Linked DNA regions of Triticum aestivum: region 1 is linked to region 2. Evidence: chromatin contacts called from public Hi-C data. All regions are on one chromosome and are shown on one strand. Each heading gives the region's core, a stretch centred on a gene start, on an enhancer-like site or on the middle of the called end of the contact. The rest is flanking DNA. Distances are from core to core; before and after follow the strand shown.

Region 1 (3,668 bases), core at 1,122-3,621, 230 kb after region 2:
GAGCAACCCCAAAGCCTACCATCCAGTAAGAAGTGACCGAGACACTCTCATAGTCTGTGGAACTGGAACACATGCTAACCCTCCATGTTATAATAGATGATTTCAGACGATATAATCATAAAGTATAATAGACAAGTTTGGGTCGATTCAATATGATCGTTCTTCTAACGTCATACCCTCAATGTTGTTTATATGATTATGTGATTAACTAATGGTGTTAAGTGTTATCATATTTTAACATTATTCAACACTATGCCTATGAATTTGGGATGTCTGCTATGATCATGTATGTCGCATTTCATGTTTATTTCAACGGTTAGCTTCGAAGTCTTTGGACCTGAGAAAAATAACGAAACTCCTTGTGTGTGTGGGGGGGGGGGGGGTTCTGTAATTCTAGACGAGCTATAGTGTGTCAACAGTCATCGAGGGAGAGCCCACCGACGGGGTCATGGCTTTGGTGCTCCAGATAATGCCCAACCTGCTGGAGTTGTGTGGTCAACTTGTTTCACCAATATCAATGGTGCGGTAGAAGGTGGTCTAACTTGAGGTCTCAACTATAATTATGGCACCCATATTGCTTCCCCTCTTGATGCCTCTGCAAGGCGTCCGCCAATGAGGAAAGTGGTAGTTTTGACTCTACTGACATTCATTCGACCGAGTCCATTGAGTAGGTGGTTTATGTGGTTGATGCAAATTGTATGTTGGTGCTTGCTATTGGAAGCCACCTCTTAAAAAAAACTTTGTCATTTCCTTGGCAGGTTGGCTGCTGCTAATCCTCGACTAGCCAAGATGATTGACTGCCTCGTGAAGGAGAAAACAATAAGCGAGAAGGGTGGCTCTAGCCCTAATCCGATATTCCAACATCCAAAATGAGAAAACCAATTAGGAGCAAAAGCAAAAAGGATGACGCTAGCTCTCGACTAGGCATCCAAAAAACATAAAACAGTTAGGAGCAAATGTATATGGGTGACGCTAAAGGAAAGGTGTGTTTTGTTACATAATGCATGGTTCCCATTTTTTGGGTTGTCAACGTGGATTTAGTGGTGTCTATTAGTTTTGTCGATGTGTTTTCCTCAAGCTGCAGCCAACCGATTGAGGTTCCTTTGTGGTGTAGTGACCCACGTGTCGATGGTTTACAGAAGTAGCGGTTTGCGTGCTTCTGTTGACCGTCATGGTGGTTGTTGGACTTTGGTGTCTGGGAGTAGTCTGCATGCCTTGTGCGCTTGTTGCTTGTTTGAATTTTATGGTCAAGTTTGCAATGCCTTGTGTGGTGGTAGTTTGTATTTTATGAGCTAATGGTGTTAAGTGTTATCAGATTTCAAAACTATTCAGCACTATGCCTGTGAATTTGGGATGCCAGCTACGATCATGTAAAGCCTCACTTGATGTTATCTTTTCATGTTTTAGTAATGGTTAGCTTTGAAGTCTTTGGACCTGGGCAAAATCACGGGACTCCTCGAGGGGTTTTCTCATAAGTTTGGCTGAGCTCTTCCTACGCCCGTTGGATCCGTGATCCAACGACCCGGGAGCTCCAGTAGCATGAAATCATGGAGGGTTGGAAGCACATGAGGGCATGTCCAACGCAGGCGCTAAAGGAGAGGCGCCAGGATTAATTTTCCTGTCAATCGACAGTTAGCACGCCTATTCCCAGCCTACTCCCAGCGCCCGACGCCGCATCGATGCAAAGAAAGGCATTGAGCGCTTGGCTATTTTCTTGCCGCGCGAGTAAAGAAACGAACGCGGGGCCTCCGTATATTAGAGCATGTCATTAGCGCCTTGCGTTGGAGGATAAAGCTCCTAGCTCTTTTTCAATTTTCTGCTATTTATTTTTTCACCGTAAGCGCCCTGCGTAAGAGTCTACCATTGTAGATGCCCTGATACTCTCCCCCCTACAACTACAATATTACTACCCAGTTCACAAAATCAGCCGGCTAAGATAACACAAAGATACGATAAAGTAAAGCCGGCATGCGACGCTGTGATCTGATTAGTACAGCATTAATTATACCCAGTGGGATCATTCCTTCGATGGAAACAGGTAGGGTATTCATAGCAGCAGGATACCAAATGGATGTTTTCCCGTTTTTCCCCTCCGGGATATTTTTCCGCCGATCAAACAGCGCAAGCTCCAGCAGGAGAGAACCATTTTGGACACATCGAAACGAATCCAGCGGCGAACAGGAACCAGCCAGGCAGGCGGCAGGCAAGCGGGGTCCGCGCGCCACGGTGCGTGACGCGGACCCGCCGACGGCGTGGCCCACCGGGCAGCCCCTCCGCCCACTCCACCTCCCCACCCCCCTCCCGCCTGGCTCCTCCTCCACCTCGCTGGCCGCGCCCCTCCCCCCCTGGGTATATAATCCTCCCCGCGACACACGCCCACGCACCGCCCCCACACACGCGCCACCGCAGACGCAACCCGCGGCACGGCCCGGAACCAACCTACCGACCCAACGAACGAGGCACGGCGCGAGCCCCCACCGCACCGCACCCTTCCGCAGCCTCGCCTCGCCTCGCGCCCTTCCGCCGCCGCTGCCGTGCCCTCCGTTCCGCGGCTCCGGCCGGCAGGCAGGCCGTCGTGGGTCCCACGGGGATCGTGCGCGCGAGGGAGGAGGCCGAGGGGCAGGGGCAGGGGGGCGCTGCCGGCGACGCGCGGGGGGCGGACGGAGGGAGGGAGGGGATGGAGAAGTACGAGGCGGTGCGGGACATCGGGTCGGGCAACTTCGGGGTGGCGCGGCTGATGCGCAACCGCGAGACCCGCGAGCTCGTCGCCGTCAAGTGCATCGAGCGCGGCCACCGGGTTCGTTCCTTTGTTTTCTTCCCCCGTCTTCTCCGTTTATTTATTTTTGTTTGTACTACTACATACATGGAGGAGCAATTGGGCTGGTGGCTTGCTTGTCCGGTGGGAGGTGGATTAATTGCCGTTTTGGGGATCTGTGCCCTGCAGATTGACGAGAATGTCTACAGGGAGATCATCAACCACCGCTCGCTGCGCCACCCCAACATCATCCGCTTCAAGGAGGTTCGTGCAAAAATTCGTCCACATGGCCCAATTCTCTCTCTGTTTTTTAAAACAAAATTTTCGCGTTTCTGAACACAAATCGTTTGGTGTTTACGGGGTAGGAATGGCGCGGATGATTTTTTTTCCCTGTAAAAAATTCTCTTAACTGCATGTGGCGAGGAATCTTCGATTGCTACCTAATGTTTGATACCTCCCTTCCTTTTCCCCCTTTCCTGATTTCGCTTTACACAAGCCCCCCCTGTATATTTGTGTGGTTTGGGCATGGATTCTCATGTTACACATGCATGTCGCTGAGAGACACCTTCTCCGTGGCAATTATTCACCTGAAACATGAAGGCATATCTTTCTGTTTGCATTGTAATAGCACAAACTTTTGATGGGAGAAGGAATCAGATTGTGCTTTTAGCTTTATTATTTACTTGTTCCTTATCACAACCACGCGTCCACACACATGATTTTAATTAGTTGTTCTGGGGAAAAATTCTCCAGGTGGTACTGACGCCAACAAATCTTATGATTGTCATGGAGTTCGCAGCAGGTGGGGAGCTGTTTGAGCGAATCTGTGATCGTGGGCGCTTCAGTGAGGATGAGGTCTCGTGATTTATTCCTCAAATTTATAATCTTATTATGGATTTGGGTGGAAGAGCAA
Region 2 (3,463 bases), core at 177-2,676:
TTATTGAATTTGTGAACATTTTTTAAATTAGGAATAATATTCGAAATTCCCGAACATATTTTGAATATTGTGAACATTTTTTAGAAATTTATTAACATTTGTTTCTAATTCTTGAACATTTTTTGAATCTATGAATGTTTTTCGAATAGGCGAATTTTCTTTCAAATCATGAACATTTTTTTAATCCGTGAGTATTTATCATTTCCCGAACATGTTTGAAATAACGAACATTTTCTGAATTCACGAACATTTTTTTCATAATTCTTTCCTTGGAATCCGGCACGTAGGGCGTCAAATAGGAGCTCTCATGACACGCACAAATCGAGAAAGGAAATCTCATCCTGCTTTTTGCTTACCAATCTGCTGCCAGGGCACGGCACGCGCGCACACGTCAAGCCGGGGTCTCGCCATATACACTGGACGCAAGCCCACTGGTACGGAAGATGTATCCCTGGCCGCCAAAGTTTGTTTTTGCTCAAAAAAAAAAATCTGCCAAAGTTGTTGCGCCAAACTAAAATTAAAGAGCAAAAAGCCACGCGAAAATTAACAGATATATTGTCACGGGCAGAATGCAAATATATAACTAGGAACCAATAATTGAGATCCCATAACTCATACAGCGCTGATAATATATAGGCCCCAACTAAAAGGCGGCCTTTGTATCTAGTCTAGCGAGGAGGGCCCCTGATGAATCATTTCATGCATCAGCTGGACTAGTTGAAAAGACATTATATACAATATAAGATATGCTATCCTGATCTATGGGTACAACCAGAAAAGGAACAATCCCAAATCTAAGCTAACGTCTGCCCGACGATGATGATTCTCAAGCCCAAGCTGCATGCTATGCCAGCCAGAGAGAATGACAGACTAGCACTATAAGAACTATAAGAAATATACAAATCAACAAAAGCAAGAGAATAATAATAATAGTGTACATATGATATCAGCTTAACTGTTCTTAGGTGTTGGTTGGCTTTCGAGGGGCCAGGCTTCAATTTTGCAAGCAAGCTAGCTAGTAGATAGTTGCAGTACTAGATTAGATAGCTTCTTTTCCCCCAGGGTGGTTCAGGAACTGGTTGTTTTGTACTCCATACATACGTATACCTTACGTATTGTGTACAACTTATACATGCCTGATGTGAAGTTTAGTTTGGTGCTAGTATATGTTGCGGTCCTGCAGCTAGCTGCGCATGCACGCTGGATCGTTGCCGAGGTATCACGGCTTCGGTCGTGAATACGATCATTAGCAGATTATTATTAGTTAATTAATCGCATAGTTTAAGGTGAGGAATTGACGGGCAGTCATGCTCAAGCTATCCATTAACAGAATCTCTTAAGCTGCCGTTGTCCCATCATAATCGTACTGTTCGTATGTGAGGTGTACGCTGTGGCCCATGCCTCACATGGCCACGACGACAAACGAATGGCCTGGCCGGCCCCACAGGGATATGGCGCATTAATTGATTCTCAGAGGTGTCTTCGCGGTAGCACACGTACACAGAAGCTCCTGGATTAATTAACGGCTCGCTTTCATCAGGAAGCTAAACAAAGTTGGAGTACTGTATAATGTATTAACTGTGATTTGACAGGGAGAAATGCATGTCACCATCGGGTACCCTTCTCTGCGTGAACGCGTACGCTTGTGTGTGGGGTCGTGGGTTTTTACCGTGGAGCGTCGTATACTCGTGACCTTGTGAAATTACTACATTAATGAGGAGACGACGTACGCCGGCACAGTGTGCTACTCTCTTTTTTTGCTGGGTACAGTGTACAACTCGACACGTCCACGCAGAGCTACGTATTTCTAGTAGGACACATTCTCTCTCAAAGGAAAAAAAATGTACTGTGAATTAACCGCATCGGATCGTGCAATCTTGGTTTATAAAAACTATATTTTGGTGAATTCTGTCGAGGATCACATGTCATGCGCCCTCTACCGGGTTCTGCATCTTGGCGTGCAGCGTGACCGCTGCGTACGGTACGTGCAGGTGGCCGGGGCCTTTGCCTTGGCTGCCTGCCAAAATCCACGTAGCCAGCCGGACAAGAGACAGTGTGGCCAACTAGCCACGTCGATCCACCCATCCACCTGCTGGTGTCCCGTGGGCCGCGGGCCACGTGGGCGGGTCGGAGTGCCACGCGGGCGGGTCGGATTCCAGCCCGGGCGCTCATCGTCACGCCTTGTCGTTTCTACCGTGGCACATGGCCTACGTACATGTGGCTTGGAGCCAGTAGCTAGCTTCACCCCTACGAAAGTGCTGTCCAGATTACTTATATTTTGCTCGTCGTACATTCATACACGCACACGTATTCGGTTTGCAAACTCAGCACAAGATTAATTTACCATAGCATTTTTCGAATTTTAAACCGACCAGGTACTGGTATCTTAAGTGCGGTGCCGACTTGCTAGATGCTCGGTAGACCTCAACATCTACATCAGAGTGAGTAGATATTTCCGTGGAAAAACAATAGAGTAAAGTAGATATTTGCGTCGTCACGTCACGGTCGTACGTCGCGGCAACCACTAAACCGTTGCTTATATAGACTAATAATTTCTTGACTTCAGTCGACGGCAGGGCGGGTAAGAGGACACGCAATTTGAACGTTAAAAAAAAAATCATGCATCGCAAGGCGAGAACTGTCACGCTTGTGAAGGGCAGGCCGCGTGCGTGCCGCCGATCTTCGTTCGTGCACTAGGGTCTAGGGTCAGCACTGTTGATTTGTTCGTGCGAAACAGTGGGCTAGGCCAGAGACAGGATACGGCGCCACATGCACTTGTTTCCTGCTTGCTTGAGAAGAAGAAAGGAAGACAAAACCTATGGTATAGCATGGCTTGATCTGATCTCTGATATGAATCTCTGTCCCTGGTTTTGCACTGTTTTCTGCAGCCGGATTATTAGGCTGGACCCCGAAGTCTCCGAGCCGGATCGTATCCTCGCGCCAACGAATCAAATCCCTATCCTGCTGGCTCCAATTACCGCCACAGTGCACCCGTCTCCTCTCACCTTGCGTTGCACCCAAATCCTCCGGGTTAGTTCATGCATCCGCCGCATATATTCTTCGGTTCGGACTTCCAAGATATTTCGCCTTGAGATGGTTCGAACCCGCGGTCAGATCAGAAACGACCGTGCTGCGCTGCGTTCGGTTAAGCAACACGACGGAGCCGACGCGTGGAGCGGCCACGGCGCGAGTGCCCCGACCACCTTTTTTCGCGACCGTTAAAAAGAAGAGAATTGACCCATGCAGTAACAGGCGACGAGACGGGGGCCATCTTTCTCGCGACAGCGAGCAGCGCGGGAGATTTATCTTGCCTGGTCGCCGCCGTGGGCGCTCCCGGTCCACCCGTGGTGAGCTCCCCGGAGTCGGCCGGCCGCCGGCAGGTCGCTCTCGCCCCTTTTGCCCCCGCCTCTGCACCGTCGCGGTGATCGAGTTGTGCAGTCTAGCTCTAACCGCCCGTATAAAT

Evidence for each region. Hi-C and Micro-C count contacts between places; a contact is called where the count stands out from the background.
Region 1: a Hi-C map of leaf shows a contact between it and region 2, with 6 times the contacts expected there. The contact joins the promoter of LOC123079902 here to the enhancer-like site in region 2. A contact is called at or near these places in 3 of 5 Hi-C or Micro-C datasets (all in leaf) and 1 of 1 datasets of contacts at active chromatin or transcription factors (leaf).

Annotation. Positions count from the first base shown.
Region 1 is chr3D:488,536,707-488,540,374 of IWGSC CS RefSeq v2.1, forward strand. LOC123079902 (serine/threonine-protein kinase SAPK4) reads left to right here and starts at 2,372. Exons shown (of 9, transcript XM_044502731.1): 1 at 2,372-2,797; 2 at 2,945-3,019; 3 at 3,509-3,610. The coding sequence starts at 2,678.
Region 2 is chr3D:488,306,960-488,310,422 of IWGSC CS RefSeq v2.1, forward strand. No RefSeq gene overlaps it. Among protein-coding and RNA genes, the nearest start is that of LOC123079899, 160 kb to the left of the region's middle. Within about 2 kb of position 1,427, at least 8 of the 8 cell types and tissues checked have an H3K27ac peak or open chromatin away from gene starts, as enhancers often do. A contact at or near this core is called in leaf, where this site is marked.